2 separate regions of the Pan troglodytes genome follow, and region 2 is linked to region 1. The links are chromatin contacts, called in public HiChIP or PLAC-seq maps. All regions are on one chromosome and are shown on one strand. Each heading gives the region's core, a stretch centred on a gene start, on an enhancer-like site or on the middle of the called end of the contact. The rest is flanking DNA. Distances are from core to core; before and after follow the strand shown. Region 1 holds the start of LOC748640 (retinitis pigmentosa 9 protein). Region 2 holds the start of NT5C3A (5'-nucleotidase, cytosolic IIIA).

Region 1 (3,785 bases), core at 568-3,067:
GCCTTTCTTTGTCTCAGCAAATAATTCTGTTTAGGTACAAGTTCTGTGTCTTTTAGATGTACATTTTTTACTTTGTTTCATCTAATAGGCTTTTGAAAGTGCAAGCTTAGGGTTGCCTAGCTACTAATTACTTAGCGTAGTGGAAAAGATAATCAAGAGACTGATCCTCTAAAGTGGACGATCACTAAGTGGAGGATCACTAAGTAGACGATCTAAGTGGATGATCGCTTCAGACGATCATCTGAAGTGGACAGAGACTATTAGAAAACTGGCTAGTGAAGAATCTTATAAAAGATCTGCTTCTGTTTGTATGCCTATGTTTATATGTGTTACAGGCATGTGATATTTCATTACCAAAATATATGAAAAAGCTCAAATTAATTGGCACCAAAATATGCCACCCTGACGTACTGATGACTCTGAGCTAAAAGAAACAGAACCAGCCAACACAGGAAAACTTCACCTCGCCAGCAACTGCTCCCCTTTTGTAAAGAAAAATTTACATCTTTAAAGGAAATTTCCATGAGTAAACGTATCTGTATCAGAAAGACAGCTGCCTGGAGACAGCTTTTATCACCTGGGAGCCTAACAAAGCAACCTTTATTCATCATACATTTTGACCCTTCCATAATTTGTCTCCACCACGCCCCAAAAGGCCCATGCTCCTATTCCCTGGCCCTTCTTTCAGTCTCCCACTTTTGTGGCCCTCCAGTGCATGGGTATGTAAAAATAGTTTTTCTCTTGTTAATCTGTCTTATGACAATTTAATCTGTGGCCCAGCTAAAGAACCTAGAAGGGTAGAGGGAAGCCATATCTCCCTCCCCCACCTTTGAATCTTCTTTACACCACACTCTCCCGGGTCATCTGGATCCTCCTTGAACTGGAGCCACGGGAGCGCAAGGCCTCCCAAGTCAGGGCCCGAATTCCGCGTGGTGCCAAGCGGCAGCTGGCTCCCTGAATGCCCACCCTGGACCCTGGTTAAAAAAAAAAATCCCTCCAACCCGGAGAGAACAAGTCCGCCTTTGTTCTACCTGGCAGCGCCGTGGCCAGTCCCCGCCGCCCATTCTCTCTTCTTCCCGGCCTCGCCACACCAACACTGCAGGACCCGTGTCCTCGTCCCTTCTCCATAGCAGAGGATGAAAAGAACGGGGTTTCTCCATGTCGCAGTGGCCCAGGGAACTCAGGGGTGGAGCGCGGGGGCAGCGTGCTCGGTTGAACTTGCCTGTTCGGTCCACAAATGCCGAGCAAGCGCCAACAACTCTTGGCTTCCCCAAAAGAGGCGACGCCCACACCAAAGCGGGGGCGAGGAGCGCAAGCCGCTGCCGCCTCCCCGGGCCGAGGCCCCCGCCCACCCGCGCCGCGGCCTCCAGGGCCCCTCCGTGGCCGGGAGGGCCTCGCTCCCCACCCAGTGAGGACTAGAAGTCCCGTCGCAGGCACTAGGTTCCTCACAGGCCCGCACCCCTGCCTGGGTCCTGGGGGCTTGGAGGACCCAGCCCAGCGCCCAACACGGCGCCCGGCGCCCCTGTTCCCAGAAGACGGGCGGCGCGCGGACTGCGGCCCAGACGGCTGCTCGAGACTCACAAAGACTCCAGGTGCTTGAGCTGCTGCAGCTGCTGGGCGTCGTGCCGCCGCCGCTTCTGCTCCCGGGCCCGCTGCAGCTCCTGATCCGGCAGCTCCCGCGACCACCACGCGCCCCCAGCCCTCGCATCCTCGCGCCCCGGCCAGGTCGACATCGCGGCACCTGCGGCGCGGCTCTGGCTGCGGCCAAGAGGGCACTTCCTCCGCGCGGCGCCCCTTCCCGCCGCAGCCCCGCGACTCGCCCGGGAGGGGACCCGAAGTCCCGGCCTCGGCCGCCAGATCCCCGCCTGCCCGCGGCCGGCCCCAAGTCGGTGCGCAGAGCCCCAGAGCCCAGCCGCCGGTGGGCGGGGAGCGCCCGCTGGCGGCGGCTGGAGCCGAGGCGGGGCGGGGCCCTGGTTGGGAGCCTGGGGAAGCTTCCAGGAGCTTCAGGGTTCCCGCCAGGCCACACTCATCTCCCTGCCCCTTTGAGGTTCCCGACCGAGGCAAGGGGTCTTGTGCAAGTCATGTTTGTAGATCCCTAGTGACCAGACCCACGGGAGCTGCTCATTACATAGCAATAGGATTCCGCCATTTTTGGAAGAAAGCAATACTCTGCATATAAATTCTCCAATTTTCAGATCATATGATCCATGCTTAAAACATAGTCAATGTATATTGTATTTAGCAAGGTATAGGTTCTGGAGATGAAAATAAAAGCTACCATACACAGCACTTGTTATGTACCAATCAGCTAAACCCTTAATAAGAATGTCTTTAATCTTAAACTTGTGTTATTACCACCCTTATAGTGATCTACACATTCAGTGCAATCCCTGGCAAAATCCCACTGACTTTTTTTTTTGCAGAAATAGGAAAACCAATCCTAAAATTCATATGGAATCTAAACGGACACCTTCCCTGGGCCTCTTACTTGTTTTGCAGCAAGTAGGTGCAAGTAGGTTAATGTGGCATATTACATTTATTGATTTGTGTGTGTTGAACCATCCTTGTATTCCAGGAATCAATTCCATTTGGTCATAGTGCATTACCCTGTTAATAAGGTATTCAACCTGTTTTCCTACCATTTTGTTGAGAATTTTTGCATTAATGTTGATAAGTGATTTGGGGGTGTAGTTTTCTTATAACGTCTTTGTCTGGCTTTGTATCAGGGTAATGCTAGCCTCAATATGAGATAGGAAGTTTTCCTTTCTCTTTAATTTTTTTGGAAATGATTGAAAAGAATTGGTGTTAGTTTTTTTTTTTTTTTTTTTTTTAAGACAGAGTCTCGCCCTGTCGCCCAGGCTGGAGTGCAGTGGCGTGATCTTGGCTCACTGCAAGCTCTGTCCCCCGGGGTTCACGCCATTCTCTTGCCTCAGCCTCCCAAGTAGCTGAGACCACAGGCGCCCGCCACTGCACCCAGCCAATTTTTTGTATTTTTAGTAGAGACGGGGTTCACCGTGGTCTCGATCTCCTGACCTTGTGATCCACCTGCCTCAGCCTCCCAAAGTGCTGGGATTACAGGCATGAGCCACTGCACTCGGCCAAACTGGTGTTAGTTCTTTAAATGTTTGGTAGAATTCACCAGTGAAGCAATTAGGTCCAGAGCTTTTCTTTGGTGGTAGATTTTATTCTTTATTTATTTTTAGAGACTTGCTAAAGTGGCTCATGCCTGTAATCCCAGCACTTTGGGAGGCCGAGGCAGGCAGATCACCTGAGGTCAGGAGTTCGAGACCAGCCTGACCAACATGGAGAAACCCCGTCTCCACTAAAAATGCAAAAAATTAGCCGGGCGTAGTGGCACATGCCTGTAATTCCCAGCCACTCGGGAGGCTGAGGTAGGAGAATCGCTTGAACTCGGGAGGTGGAGGTTGCGGTGAGCCAAGATTGCGCCATTGCACTCCAGCCTGAGCAACAAGAGTGAAACTCCATCTAAAAAACAAAAGAAAGAAAGAAAAAAAGGCAATAACTACAGTTACAAACCATTGTTACAATACTAGGTTTTATAATTACCTATTTATCTTTATTGAGATCCTTATTTCTTCATATAGCTTCTGCTTACTGTCTAGTGTTCTTTTATTTCTTCTTTTTTTTAATTTATTTTTGTCTCGTTTTTCCAAGAAAATCTCACTCTGTCACCCAGGTTGGAGTGCAGTGGCTCAATCTTGGCTCACTGCAACCTCCACCCCCAGGGTTCAAGCGATTCTTGTGCCTCAGCCTCCCAAATAGCT
Region 2 (3,785 bases), core at 887-3,386, 120 kb after region 1:
GAGGAGGGCAGAGGATGGGCAGAGCAGACCTACATTATTACAGAAAGATGGAACTAGGATTCCAACCCAGGTCTTCTGACCCCCAGTCAAATACTTCTTCCACTTGAAGAAGCAACCTATTAAAATTTAAAAAGTTAATATGAAGCTCTTTTCACTTTTTCCATTGAAAAGCTACTAGCAGGCTACACATATATTACAATCTGAATTAATATACTACGCATACATGTAAATATTGACTGATTTCTTTAGTACCAATAAGTTGGTATTCTAGATAGGTCTTCATTATTTGTCACAAAGATAGCAAACTGTTCCTATGATGGTATCATTGAAGGATTTTGTGAACACGCTGATTTTTAACCTTACTTGGCTTAGATAAGTGGTATACAGACCAATCCACAGTTTAAGCACAGGCAGGGAGATATGGCAACTCGGTTTTTTCCCCTACATAGGCATTATTAACCTTGGGTTGTGGGCAAAAGAAAGCCAAGTTTTCTAAGCAGGAAAGCAACAAAAGCAAAATGAAACTTCTGAGATAAAACCATTTGCTGCTGTGGGCATACAGATGTGGGACAAATGAATTTTAATAAGCCTTTAGAATTATTAAGACCCTTTAAGAATAAATTAATTCAAAATTAGGGAATATTATTGGAATATGAGACAAGTGGGAATTAATTTTTTTTTTTAAGAGACAGGGTCTCGCTATGTTTCCCAGGCTGGAGTGCAGTAGCTATCCACAGGTGTGATTATAACCTTGAACTCCCAGACTCCAGTGATCCTCCTCTCAGCCTCCCAAATAGCTGGGACACTGGCTAATTTTAATTATGCAAATACGTCTGTATTCAACCTGGGGTCAATACAACCAATAGGACAAATCGTGTCTTTCGTCAGTTGGAACATATCGCAGGTGCTGAGAAATTCCAAGTATTACACCCTAAAATGATATTATTTAATGTAGATTTTAAATTTTTTTCTATCATAAATCATCTGACCCTAGATATTCACATGTATAGCACACGGTCAGGCGTATACCCAGGATTATGCATTTCAGGAAATACATAAGCGTGCAAGTTTGTGCAAGAATTGTCTTCCTGAGTGGGTTCTAATTAAAATACAAAACGAAACTAAATATCCTCATTTTTGAAACAATTACTTATAATGTATCTCAAAGGGAATTCTTGAGACACCCTCTTCAATAAAAAATTAAATTCGAAAATGTATACAAGAGCTTTGGGAGTTAAGATGAAAACAAAGATATTTCGTGGGAGTTTTGAGACAAGAAGGAATACATTCAAATACAAAATAAACTATCCTGAATTTCTCCTGGATTGCCATTCTTGTAAAATTTTAGATATTGCACATTTTCATAATCTAACTCATGGCAGCCCCAACATAAAACTAGTCCTCTGCGGGAATTGCAACTAGATTAGCGGCAACGGTTTGACGCGGATCCGGGGGGAGGGCGGGAGCAAGGCAGGGAGAGAAGGAGCGACCTGCCCAGGACATGCAGCTTATCTCTAGAGAAACGGGTTTTGCAGCACAAAGTAGCCTGTGTCCGATTCATCTATTTTCTGCCTTGCTCCTTCAAACGGAAACCTAACAAAGACCACGGGCAGCCAAGGGCCGCAGCCGGGGACCAAACCCTGGTCACCAAGCCCGCGGAGTGGCCGCACGCGGGGCGGCCGGGTCCCCCAAGCTGCGCGTCCCGAGCTAGCGAGATCCCAGCCTGACAGGCGACGCCGGCAGCTCCCAGTCGCGACCGAGCAGCGGCCCAGCACAGGCTGCCGAGGCCAGCAGACGGCCCAGCCGGCCCCTCGCGTGCTCTGGGCGCGCCGAGCCTCCACACTCACCATCTCGATGATCTTGGTCTTCCGCCCCGTCTTCCTCTTCAAGGTGAATATGTACTGAGCCAGCACCACCCCCGCCACCAGGGCGCACACGCTGGCGCTCGCTACCGCGCCCACCCTCGCCACGGCCGCGCGGTCCATGGACGGGGCCCTCATGCGCGTCCAGGCAGGAAAAAAACAGGCAGCTCGCGTAGACAGCGAGTCTCGGAAGCGCGGGATCCCAGAGCATCACGGACGAGCCCGCGACGCCCCGCCCCGCGCAGCTCCGCCCCCACGAAGCCCCACCCACACGCCATCGATGGAAGAGGCGAGGACGCGGCGGGAGGGGCGTGGCCTGTGCCCGGAGCCCAGGCTGGAGGCGGCCTTCAGCGGACTCAGGGTCTCACGAGCTGCTGTCAGGGCAGGGCAGAGTATTGCGGTAATTATCCTTCTCTGCTAATGAGGATTAGGCCGTGGTTCGCTCGAGCCCCGCCCCAGTAGAAATCTAATTCCAACTGCGGCCCGCTAAGAAGTCGGTCTCCGCCTTCGCGCCTCAGCCCCTCTGGACTCCGGCCCCCAGAAGGCGGCGCGGCACGGTGTGACCTGCGCAGTGGCGTCCGTTCTAAGTGCTATAACAACGCGGGGAAGATGGCTCAGAGTTAGGCGGGAGAGGGGCCGTGTCCCTTCCGCCGCAGCCGCGGGGTTTCTGCTGCATCCCATTCGCCGCCTCCGCCATCCTTTTTTCTGTGTGAGCCGAAGGGCTTGCAGTTGTTCTCTCCTGCCTAGTGTCTTCCAAGGGATAGATGCCATTTCTTCTGCTGGTCTCTGGGGGTGAGGAGGGGCGCAGGGGAGCTTCTTGGGGGAATCGCTCCAACTCTGTGGAGCTGGTGGTGCTGCCTGGTGGGGCTCTCTCTGCCCAGGACGTGGAACAACTTTCACCCGGAGGACTAGAGGAAATAGTTGTAGGGGAGGAAAAATTGTTTCCTTCTAGCCTTTTAGGTTATTTGGCTGGTCTACAAATTAAATTGATGTAAGACAGAGGAACATGAGAAAAACGATTTGTCGACCGAAAGGTGAAATAACAGGCACTAAAACTTAAAGAAATCATGGTTAGTTTTATTACTCGGCCAAGTTTGAGGACTTAAGCCTGGGAACACAGACTCAGTATAGACCGAGAACGTGTCCCAAAGTAAGTTAGCTGGGAGTATAACCTGAAGAAGACTGAGTTTTAATACCCAGAATATTTGAGTATCAATATCTAGATTACTGTGTCATTTTGTCGCCAATTTTTTATGAATCCAGTTTTGCACCAAATACCAATATGACTTAAATGTTGTCTGATTGTGAGGCCTAAGATGGTCACAGTCTCATTTATCTTTCTTCCTCAACAAAAACATTTTCCATATATTACATATTATTTTGAATGGGTAGAGACTAAAGCCACGTTTCTATAATTTCAGGATTTTAAACATTTTGTAGACAATAACATTCGTCTTGAAGCTGTGGACAATCTAAAACAGAAATGGAGTTCCAAATTTTGTTTTTGTAATATGGCCCGTCAACTGCGCATGGGAAGAATGTGGGTACTCTGAAATATGATTTCTATTTTAACTAGTTATACTATATCATAGGTCTGATTATCATATATATGAGATGTTAAAGCTGTAGGAGTATAGTCAATTAGACTACAAACCCTGGTAGTAAATTTCCAGGAGGAAAGGGGTCCATATGTTTTTTATAAGTGTAAACCTTGTGTTTCTGAATCTAAGAGGGTTGGCCATGTTTGGAGACTATTTCAGCTTCTCTGTGAATTAACATATTAATTATTCTTGTTGAAAGACATGGAAGATCTTGATATGGTTTGACCCTGTATCCTCACCCACATCTCATTTTGAATTATACTCCCATAATTCATATGTGTTGTGGGAGGGACCTGGTGGGAGATAATTGAATCATTGGGGT

What was found. HiChIP or PLAC-seq counts read pairs in DNA pulled down with a chosen protein or histone mark.
Region 2: a contact with region 1 is called in an H3K4me3 HiChIP or PLAC-seq map of stem cell-derived excitatory neurons, with 3 times the contacts expected there. The contact joins the promoter of NT5C3A here to the promoter of LOC748640 in region 1. A contact is called at or near these places in 1 of 7 Hi-C or Micro-C datasets (stem cell-derived neural progenitor cells) and 1 of 1 datasets of contacts at active chromatin or transcription factors (stem cell-derived excitatory neurons).

What each region holds. Positions count from the first base shown.
Region 1 is chr6:38,705,294-38,709,078 of NHGRI_mPanTro3-v2.0_pri, forward strand. LOC748640 (retinitis pigmentosa 9 protein) reads right to left here and starts at 1,818. Exons shown (of 6, transcript XM_054655538.2): 1 at 1,582-1,818. The coding sequence starts at 1,733.
Region 2 is chr6:38,824,478-38,828,262 of NHGRI_mPanTro3-v2.0_pri, forward strand. It overlaps NT5C3A (5'-nucleotidase, cytosolic IIIA), which reads right to left and starts at 2,137. Exons shown (of 9, transcript XM_001167622.8): 1 at 1,848-2,137. The coding sequence starts at 2,000.